Regions from separate parts of the Sus scrofa genome. Here region 1 is linked to region 2. The links are chromatin contacts, called in public Hi-C maps. All regions are on one chromosome and are shown on one strand. The core of a region is the stretch at or near the end of the contact, and the rest is flanking DNA. Distances in the headings are between cores, read along the strand shown. Region 1 holds the start of AGTRAP (type-1 angiotensin II receptor-associated protein). Region 2 holds the start of FBXO2 (F-box only protein 2).

What was found. A called contact is a pair of places that touch in the nucleus more often than the background predicts.
Region 1: a contact with region 2 is called in a Hi-C map of liver, with 6 times the contacts expected there. The contact joins the promoter of AGTRAP here to the promoter of FBXO2 in region 2. A contact is called at or near these places in 1 of 5 promoter capture datasets (fetal liver), 13 of 47 Hi-C or Micro-C datasets (alveolar macrophages, blood, brain and 9 more) and 1 of 2 datasets of contacts at active chromatin or transcription factors (alveolar macrophages).

Annotation. Positions count from the first base shown.
Region 1 is chr6:71,823,370-71,827,046 of Sscrofa11.1, reverse strand. It overlaps AGTRAP (type-1 angiotensin II receptor-associated protein), which reads right to left and starts at 1,728. Exons shown (of 5, transcript XM_003127573.6): 1 at 1,595-1,728. The coding sequence starts at 1,621. LOC102163957 (a long non-coding RNA gene) reads left to right here and starts at 1,808. Exons shown (of 3, transcript XR_002344904.1): 1 at 1,808-2,123.
Region 2 is chr6:71,744,632-71,748,627 of Sscrofa11.1, reverse strand. FBXO2 (F-box only protein 2) reads left to right here and starts at 1,363. Exons shown (of 6, transcript XM_021095335.1): 1 at 1,363-1,485. The coding sequence starts at 1,464. FBXO44 (F-box only protein 44) reads right to left here and starts at 1,418. Exons shown (of 5, transcript XM_021095338.1): 1 at 1,209-1,418.

The DNA of each region.
Region 1 (3,677 bases), core at 479-2,978, 78 kb before region 2:
TATGGCCTCTCGGGCCCATAGCCTTGCTCAAAAAAGACCCCAAACAGACTAAGGCCTCCCAGGGGACACACACACACACAGTCAAGGCAGAAGTCACAAGACTTCTAAGTGGTGGCCAGAAAGGGGCACGGCTTTGAAGCCAGACCCTGAGGGTTTCTAATCCTGCCCCTGCCCCTTAATCTCTGTGGGACTCTGGCAAGTCACTCGCTTGATCTGAGCCGAAGTGCACCCATCCGTAAAAACCTTAGAAGGCTGATGTGATTAAAGAAACAATGGGGCGCAGACGGCCCGGGAATGGGGGCTCTCTCCCCTCTCCACTCCTGCAGCTCTGTCTCTCACCTCATTCCCGCTCGTCAATTATTTTAGGCAAATCTCTCATCAGAGAAAAGGCAGCCCAGCCGGAACCCCACACTGCCTGGAACAGAGCTGCCTGGAACAGAGTGCGTATTGGCACCAATAAGCCTCAGCGCGGCCTTCATGTAAAGGTGGTCCCAGCTAAACCTTCAACCCAAGCCCAACCCCCTGTTTCCAGCCGTCTCCCCCCACCCCACCCCAACCCCTGGGGAGGTGAAGGAAGTTATTACGGATGCCAGTGAATCTGCCCTTATGAAGTCACCACACAGACCGTATCTAATTACCCAAATATGAATGATGTGTTGTTCTGTAGTCATTTATCTCCTAGGTTCCTTTAGTACCAGGCATCACAGGGGCTAAATGCTTTGTCACCCGTGAGTACGAGGGCCCTCCTGGATTCAGTCTCAAAGGAAACTGCACCAAGACCCAAAATGGCAGGTCTGGTCCAAGGTTCACACCTTCCCGACCAAAGCCGAAGGCTTCAGCCTCTCAGTGGCAAACACAGCCAAGGAGCACGGACGGGGCTGGGGGAGGTGGGGAGAAAAAGGAGAACAGCCGCTGGCATCCTGACCGCTGAGGACGCGGCTCAGGAAATGAAGACACCCCAGGAAGCCTCAGTGTTTTCTAAGCGCGCACAGTTGGGGTTTTCTACTTTTGAGTAACGTCTCCGGGTGTCTGTGTTTCTTATGCAACAAGGATGTTGGATTTATAAACTTTGGAAAAACCTCTTGTCTGGGATCATCTGATTTTAACTTGATTTGCCCAACAAAGAAGGCCGACGTGGCGGCGGGTGTGGGGGTGGGGGTCCAGGTGAAAGGTTTAGCCCGGCTCTCGGTGGCGCCCCCCCCACCCCCCCGCCTCCCTGCGTTCCTCTTTCTCCAGGGGAATTCTGGGCGCGCAGGCCAAAGCTATCCTCAGGGGCCTGGCACTCCTAGCTGGACCGGTCTGGCCCCGGGAAGAGGCGGCCCCTTCCCCCGCTTCCCTCCTCCAGTTCCCTCTCCGTCTTCCCCGCTGGCCTTCCGGAACCCTCTCTCTACTATGGTCTACCTGCCCACCTCCTTCTCACCAGGGGCCTGTACAATCTCTTTCTCCCTACCACCCCTCTTTCCCCAAACTCTCGGTCCTCTCGCCTCTAAAATCCTACTTGAAAAGTTCAATCTCCCCACACGCTCCGGGAGACCCACCCCGCGCCCGCCCGCCTGCGGCTGGGCCACCCCTACCCCGACCCGCCCGTCGCCACCTTCAGGTTCACGGCGGGCAGCTCCATCCCGACCGAGTCGGAGGGCACCTGCGCAGCAACCGCGTGGGTTCCTGGTCCCCGAACTCTGGAAACAAACTTGCCCCGCCCCGCCCGGCTCCGCCCGCAGCCCCCGCTCCAACCCCAGCTGGGCTGGGCGCCACGTGAGTCGGATCACGTGACCTCTGCCCCGTTGCTAGGAGATGGCGTCAGGCTTCTCGCGCCCTCCGAGCACCTCGCTGCGCGCAGGTAGTTCCCGGGTGGGTGGAGACTCTCCAGGTTTACGTCGCCAAGGGCGCATTCTCTAGCCGAATTAAAATCCCAGCAGGTGAGCTGATAGGACCACCTGCAGCCAGGAGAACTTGGGGGCACGTCCAGATACAAACAGATGTGGCTGGTGACTCATCCCTAAGGGCACCCTCTTTCTTCTCAGTGAAAGTGGAGACAGTGACTTACCTCCTCGGATCCCTGGGAGGATAAATGAACTAACTCATGTTTGAAGAAAAAAATGATTCTGACACTTGCTAAAATGGTAAGGACGACTTTAAGACTCTTGGGGGAGTTCCCTGGTGGCACAGTGGGTTAAGGATCCAGTGTTGTCACTGCTGTGGCTGGGGTCGCAGCAGTGGTGGGGGTTCCATCCCTGGCCTGGGAACTTCACAGGTGTGGCCCAAAACAACAACAACAACAAAACCTGAACAAACAAAAATTATTGGGGCGGAGGTACTACAGGAGGGGAGCGAGGACAATGGGGCCCAGCAGGGATTTATGGGTGAGCAGCAGTGGATGGAAAATCACCAAGAGCAGACTTCAGGGGGAGGGGAATTCTTGCTAAAGGCAAGCCGAAGAGAGGTATCAAAGGTGTGTGGGATGGGGAACTTAATCAGATATGGAGGGTGATCAGATACCAGCGGAGGCGGGGAGAAGAGGGGGATTCCGGCTAAACTGACTTAGCAGGATTCTTGCTCACACTGGGCTCTGCAGTTCCTTCACGTTGGAGGCAGAAGGCTGGGTGGAGGCCTGGTCAAGAAGAGGGCTCAGAGGAGCCTAACTGCAGTTTGGTTCAAGATAGAGTCTGTCAATCTAAAGTACCCACCTAAAGAACAAGTGCCTGGCACTTAGTAAATGGGTAATACACGTCGGATGTTGCTGTTATCAGCACACAGTGGTTGAAGCCTACTTGAGTTATACTTAAAGCTTCAGGAGTTCCCGTCGTGGTGCAGCAGAAATGAATCCGGCTAGGAGCCATGAGGTTTCGGGTTGGATCTCTGGCCTCGCTCAGTGAGTTAAGGATCCGGCGTGGCCAGGAGCTGTGGTGTGGGTCATGGATGTGGCTTGGATCTGGCGTTGCCATGGCTGTGGTGTAGGTCGGCAGTTGTAGCTCTGATTAGACCCCTAGTCTGGGAACCTCCATATGCTGTGGGTGCGGCCCTAAAAAGACAAAAAAGACACACACACACACACACACAAAAGCTTCAAAAAAAAAATCCAGCTGGAAGACCAGCAGAAAACCTATAGTCACACCTGTCTCCAGAAGAAAGATTCTATCAAGACACCGTCTGCCTCCAGCTGTGAACGGAAAGGATGGAGGGAGAAAGGGCTGCTCCACCAGGCATCTCTCTCAAGGACTGTTGACCACCTCCAAAGAGTCCGTCCATCCTTCTTCCTTCCCCATCCTTCAACCGTAACCAGAGAACATTTAGAGAATACCAGCTTTCATTTAGAGGGTCCCCTTTGGTCTGAGGGCTTTTTCTTGTTTCCAGGAGGGGAGGGACCACATAGAAACCTGAAAAACTGCCTGGTGGGTCCTGAGATCATATCAAGACACTTACTCTCTCCAGTTACAAAGAAAAGATTTTTCATTTTCTTTTCTTTTTTGTTTTTATGGCTGCACCGTGGCATGTGGAAGTTCCTGGGCTAGGAGTAAAATCAGAGCTGCAGCTGCCGGCCTATACCACAGCCACAGCAATGCGGGATCCAAGCTGTGTCTTCAACCTACACTGCAACTCATGGCAATCCCAGATGCTTAACCCACTGAGGGAGGCCAGAGATTGAATGTGTATCCTCACGGACACTATGTCAATTT
Region 2 (3,996 bases), core at 114-2,613:
CCTGCGGCATAGAGAGGTTCCCAGGCGAGGGATCGAATCGGAGCTGTTGCTGCCAGCCTAGGCCGAGCTACAGCAACGCCTGATTCGAGCCTCCTCTCTGGCCTAACACCACAGCTTACGGCAACGTCAGATCCTTAACCCACTGAGCGAGGCCAGGGATCGAACCCGCAACCTCATAGTTCCTAGTAGATTGGTTCTCGCTGCGCCACGACGGGAACTCCTAGAGCCAGCCTTTTTCAATAGGCCTGACCGTCTTTAGAGTGGGAATAATCCGCAGCCCTGCAGCCTCTCTGGTGCCTTCTGCATTCTCTCTCCCATTCTCAAAACGGACGAGGGAGAGAACGTGTGGGGGGAGGATAATGACCATTGTCTCTGACGTAGGACCAAAGCGCTCAAACCACCTTCTGCGGAGGAAATGATCTAACTGGCTGGGACTGGAGGAGGCGTGAGTGATGGGGAACGGCCTTTCCTATACCCTTACTCCCACCGCTGTGGCTGGGCTCCAGCCCCAGGTGCCCCCCCACCGCGCGCGCCTTGGATTTCCCATCCCGCCTTGTGGCTTTCAAATGTCCCCCAAAGTCGAGGCTCGGACCCCTGCGCATCGATGGAGACCCCAGCTGGGGTTCGCGCCCGCGCCGCCGCTCGAGGCCGCGCCGAGCAACCCCGCGGCCTGGGCCTTGTCGGCGCCAGGCCTCCCTCTGCGCACTGCGGCGGGGCCGGGAAACGCCGAGCCCGCCCGCCCGCCCGCCCGCCCGGCCCCCGCACGCACCCCGCGCCCGCGCCCCGCGCCCACTCCCGCAGGTCACCTGCACTCGGCCGCCGCTGTGCGATCCCGCTCGGTGGCCGGGGCTGAGCCGGGCTCGGCCTGCGGTCGCCCGTGGGTGCGGCCCCGCCCCGGCCCTCCAGGCCCCGCCCCGGCCCCGCCTCCGCCGCCCGACCGGGTCCCAGCGGCGCGGGGAGCGAGAGTCCTGGGACGCGCCCCCCGCAGAGGTAGGAAAATTACCTCGAGGTGGGGGCGGTGCCAGGAGGAGCCTCGGCTTCGCTCCCTCCGCCTGGGCGGCGCGCCCCGCACCCTCCGCCTGACCCAGACTCTCCCTGTTCCCTCGCCGCCGCCTCCCAGCAGCCAGCCCAGGGCGGCGCTGGGAGCCGTTCCGAACCGGACTCCCCCCACCCCCATTAAAACACAAAAACCAAACCCGACCCCTGACCTTTCCTGGCCTCCTTGTCGGTCCTCCAAGGAACCGAGAGCTTCAGGCCTCCGGCTGATCGCTCGGGACTGCTGGGCGTCCGGGCGCAGGGCCAAAGGCGGGGGGCGGGGGGGCCTTTAAGAGGCGCGGCCGGCGGGGACCCGACCCAGACGCGGGCAGCGCCTGGACTCGCCGCCGCCGCCGCCGCCGCCGCGGGACTCGGACAGCCCCGCAGTGCTCCGGCTCCTCCTCCTCTCGCGACCGCCCTCCGCAGCGATGGACGGAGACGGTGACCCAGGTAGCCGCTGCGGCCGGATCCACTCGCTTAACCCAGGAGGGGAGACCGGGGCAGGCGGGCGAGTACTGCAGAGAGGGGACATCAGAGACCAAGACCCCTGGCCCCCTCACCACCTCCCGCCCCGACCCAGCGCGGCACACTTTCACCCAAGCAAAGCCCTTGAGACAGTCTCAAAAGAGCACAGCCCTCTGTCTGCGGGAGGCCCCAAGAGATGGCAGGCAAGGAGGGAGACCCAGGAAATAGCATACGAATAATGCCACGTTCCTGCCTCCTCGCAGCTTCCCGAGGGTTTGTCCCGCGGGGTCTGGAACCCATCTGGCATGCAATAAGCCACAAGCCTCTTTCTTCCATCAGCTTCTTCCGTTTGCCAACTCTGGCCCCTGAGTTGCCTAAATCCCAGTGGATTTCTTGGGGTTACTAGCCTCTCCCCATCCCATCCTAGCCTTCCTCCTGGGATCCGTTATCTGGAGGGGCTGTCCTTTATTTGGGTGACTGCGTGCCCAGTGGGGACCCGGGAGGGCTGGGGGCGTCGCCTGTAGTCAATGCTCCGGTTTTTGAGACTGCCCAGTCATCTCCTCTGGTACCAAAGGCCCCCTGCCTCCCTGCTGGGCCTGTAGGGGTTGTCTGCTGAGTCAGGGTGGGAAAGAGAGCTGCTCGAGCATCCCCACACTCCCTGCTCACCAGGCCTACCTGAGAGTGGCCATTGCTTGGGGAGGCAGAGGTAACAAACTGATGCTCACGCAGGTACCCGAGCCCTCCGCCCCGCCCCCCATCCCTGAAAATCCTAGCTCCTTCGGCCCCTGCTCCCAATCTGTGGCCCCTTTGCCACACCCTTTATAGGGCCCCAGAATGGGTTCCTGCTTTTTCCCAGGGCCAAGTGAATCAGCCTTGGAGGCAGCTTCCAGGGGCCAGATAACTTCCCGAAGGCAACAATGTAGGGAGTTGTGTGAGCTTGAGAGGGGGTGGGGGGCCCTGTAATTAGATCTGGGGCCTTGAATGCCAGGCCTGGGGCCAGGAGAGGGGACCGGGCGAGGTGCACCTTTCGGGGGAGCATCAGGTGTCCACCAGGGCAGGACAGGGCAGGGCAGGGCAGGGCAGGGCAGGGGGAGGGGTGGAGAGGTGAGGACACTGAGCCCAACTCCCCAGAGAGCTGTGGGCGGCAGGATGGGCAGGTGACGTGGCTCCAGGGCAGGCATTTTCCTCTCTGCCTTTCCACTGCTCTGCCCTGCGACTTGGGAGCAGCCAGTAAGCCTCTCTGGGCCTCAGTTTCTTCCTTGCACAGGGAAGGATAAAGACCCACATCTTAAAGATGTGGCCAAAAAGAAAAACCAAAATGCAAATAATGAAAGGAACTGTGTTGAATAATGAGTCACTAAATAAGACTTACTGAGGACTCACTATGTGCTCTGGGCTCCAAAGGGGTAAACCCTGATCCGGCTCTCAGGGCCCTGGCCGCGTGGGGAGGAGGAGAAAAGCTGCACGTGAGGACATGAAGGGTAGGCTGGCCGGGCCCTGTCCACACTCAGACTTGAGTCTAGGCCTTACCTGCTCCTGCCCCCATGCCTGGTCTGTTTCCACCAGCACCTCGGCTTCCCAGGGCCCAGCCCTTAGGAACCCCTCATCCTAGGTCTGAGAGTAGTGGCTTCCCTCTCACCCAGAATGGCCCCGTCTCCTCCCCACTGTCTCCCCCTCCTCCAGGGACTCTGGGCACTTGGTATCTGCTTACTCAAGGCTTCAGTGGCCCAGCTGAGGCCAGCAAGGATCCAGGAGACAGTCCAGCTCACAGCTCCTGACATCTGTCCTTCTCCTTATAAACTGGAATGTCCTTGCCCCTCTCGGGAGCTGAATATCAGCACTGAATGGTCTGTACAGGGATTAGGCCCATTTTATAGATAAGGAAGCTGAGGACCAGGGATAGGAAAAGGGAGGGAAGAAACCTTCCTTCACGAGCACTTATTTCAACTCCCTGTTGGATGTGGCATATGGAGATTCCCAGGCTATGGGTCCAGATGCAGCTCAGCTGCCAGCCTACGCCCCAGCCCCAGTCACACAGGATCCAAGCTGCGTCTGTGACCTACACCACAGCTCACGGAAACGCCGGATCCTTAACCCACTGAGCGAGGCCAGGGATCAAACCCGCCACCTCATGGTTCCTAGTCGGATTCAATTCTGTTGCGCCACAACGGGAACTCCCCCATGTTCTCTTCTTATGACCTCCCTCCCCTGTCCCCAAGCCCCCGTGCTCCTTCCCTTCAGGCCTCAGATCCCCGTGTCCCCTGCCCAAATCCTAGCAGTGTGATGTTTGGCAAGTCACTCCACATCTCTGAGCCAGAGCATTTTCATCTGCAAAATCAAAATCCTAAGCCAACGAGCTGTTTTTGTTTCCTTTTTTGTCTTTTATCTTTTCTTTTTTTAGGGCTGCACCTGCGGCATATGTTGGTTCCCAGGCTAGGGGTAGAATCAGAGCTACAGCTACCAGCCTACGCCACAGCCACAGCCATGCAGGATCTG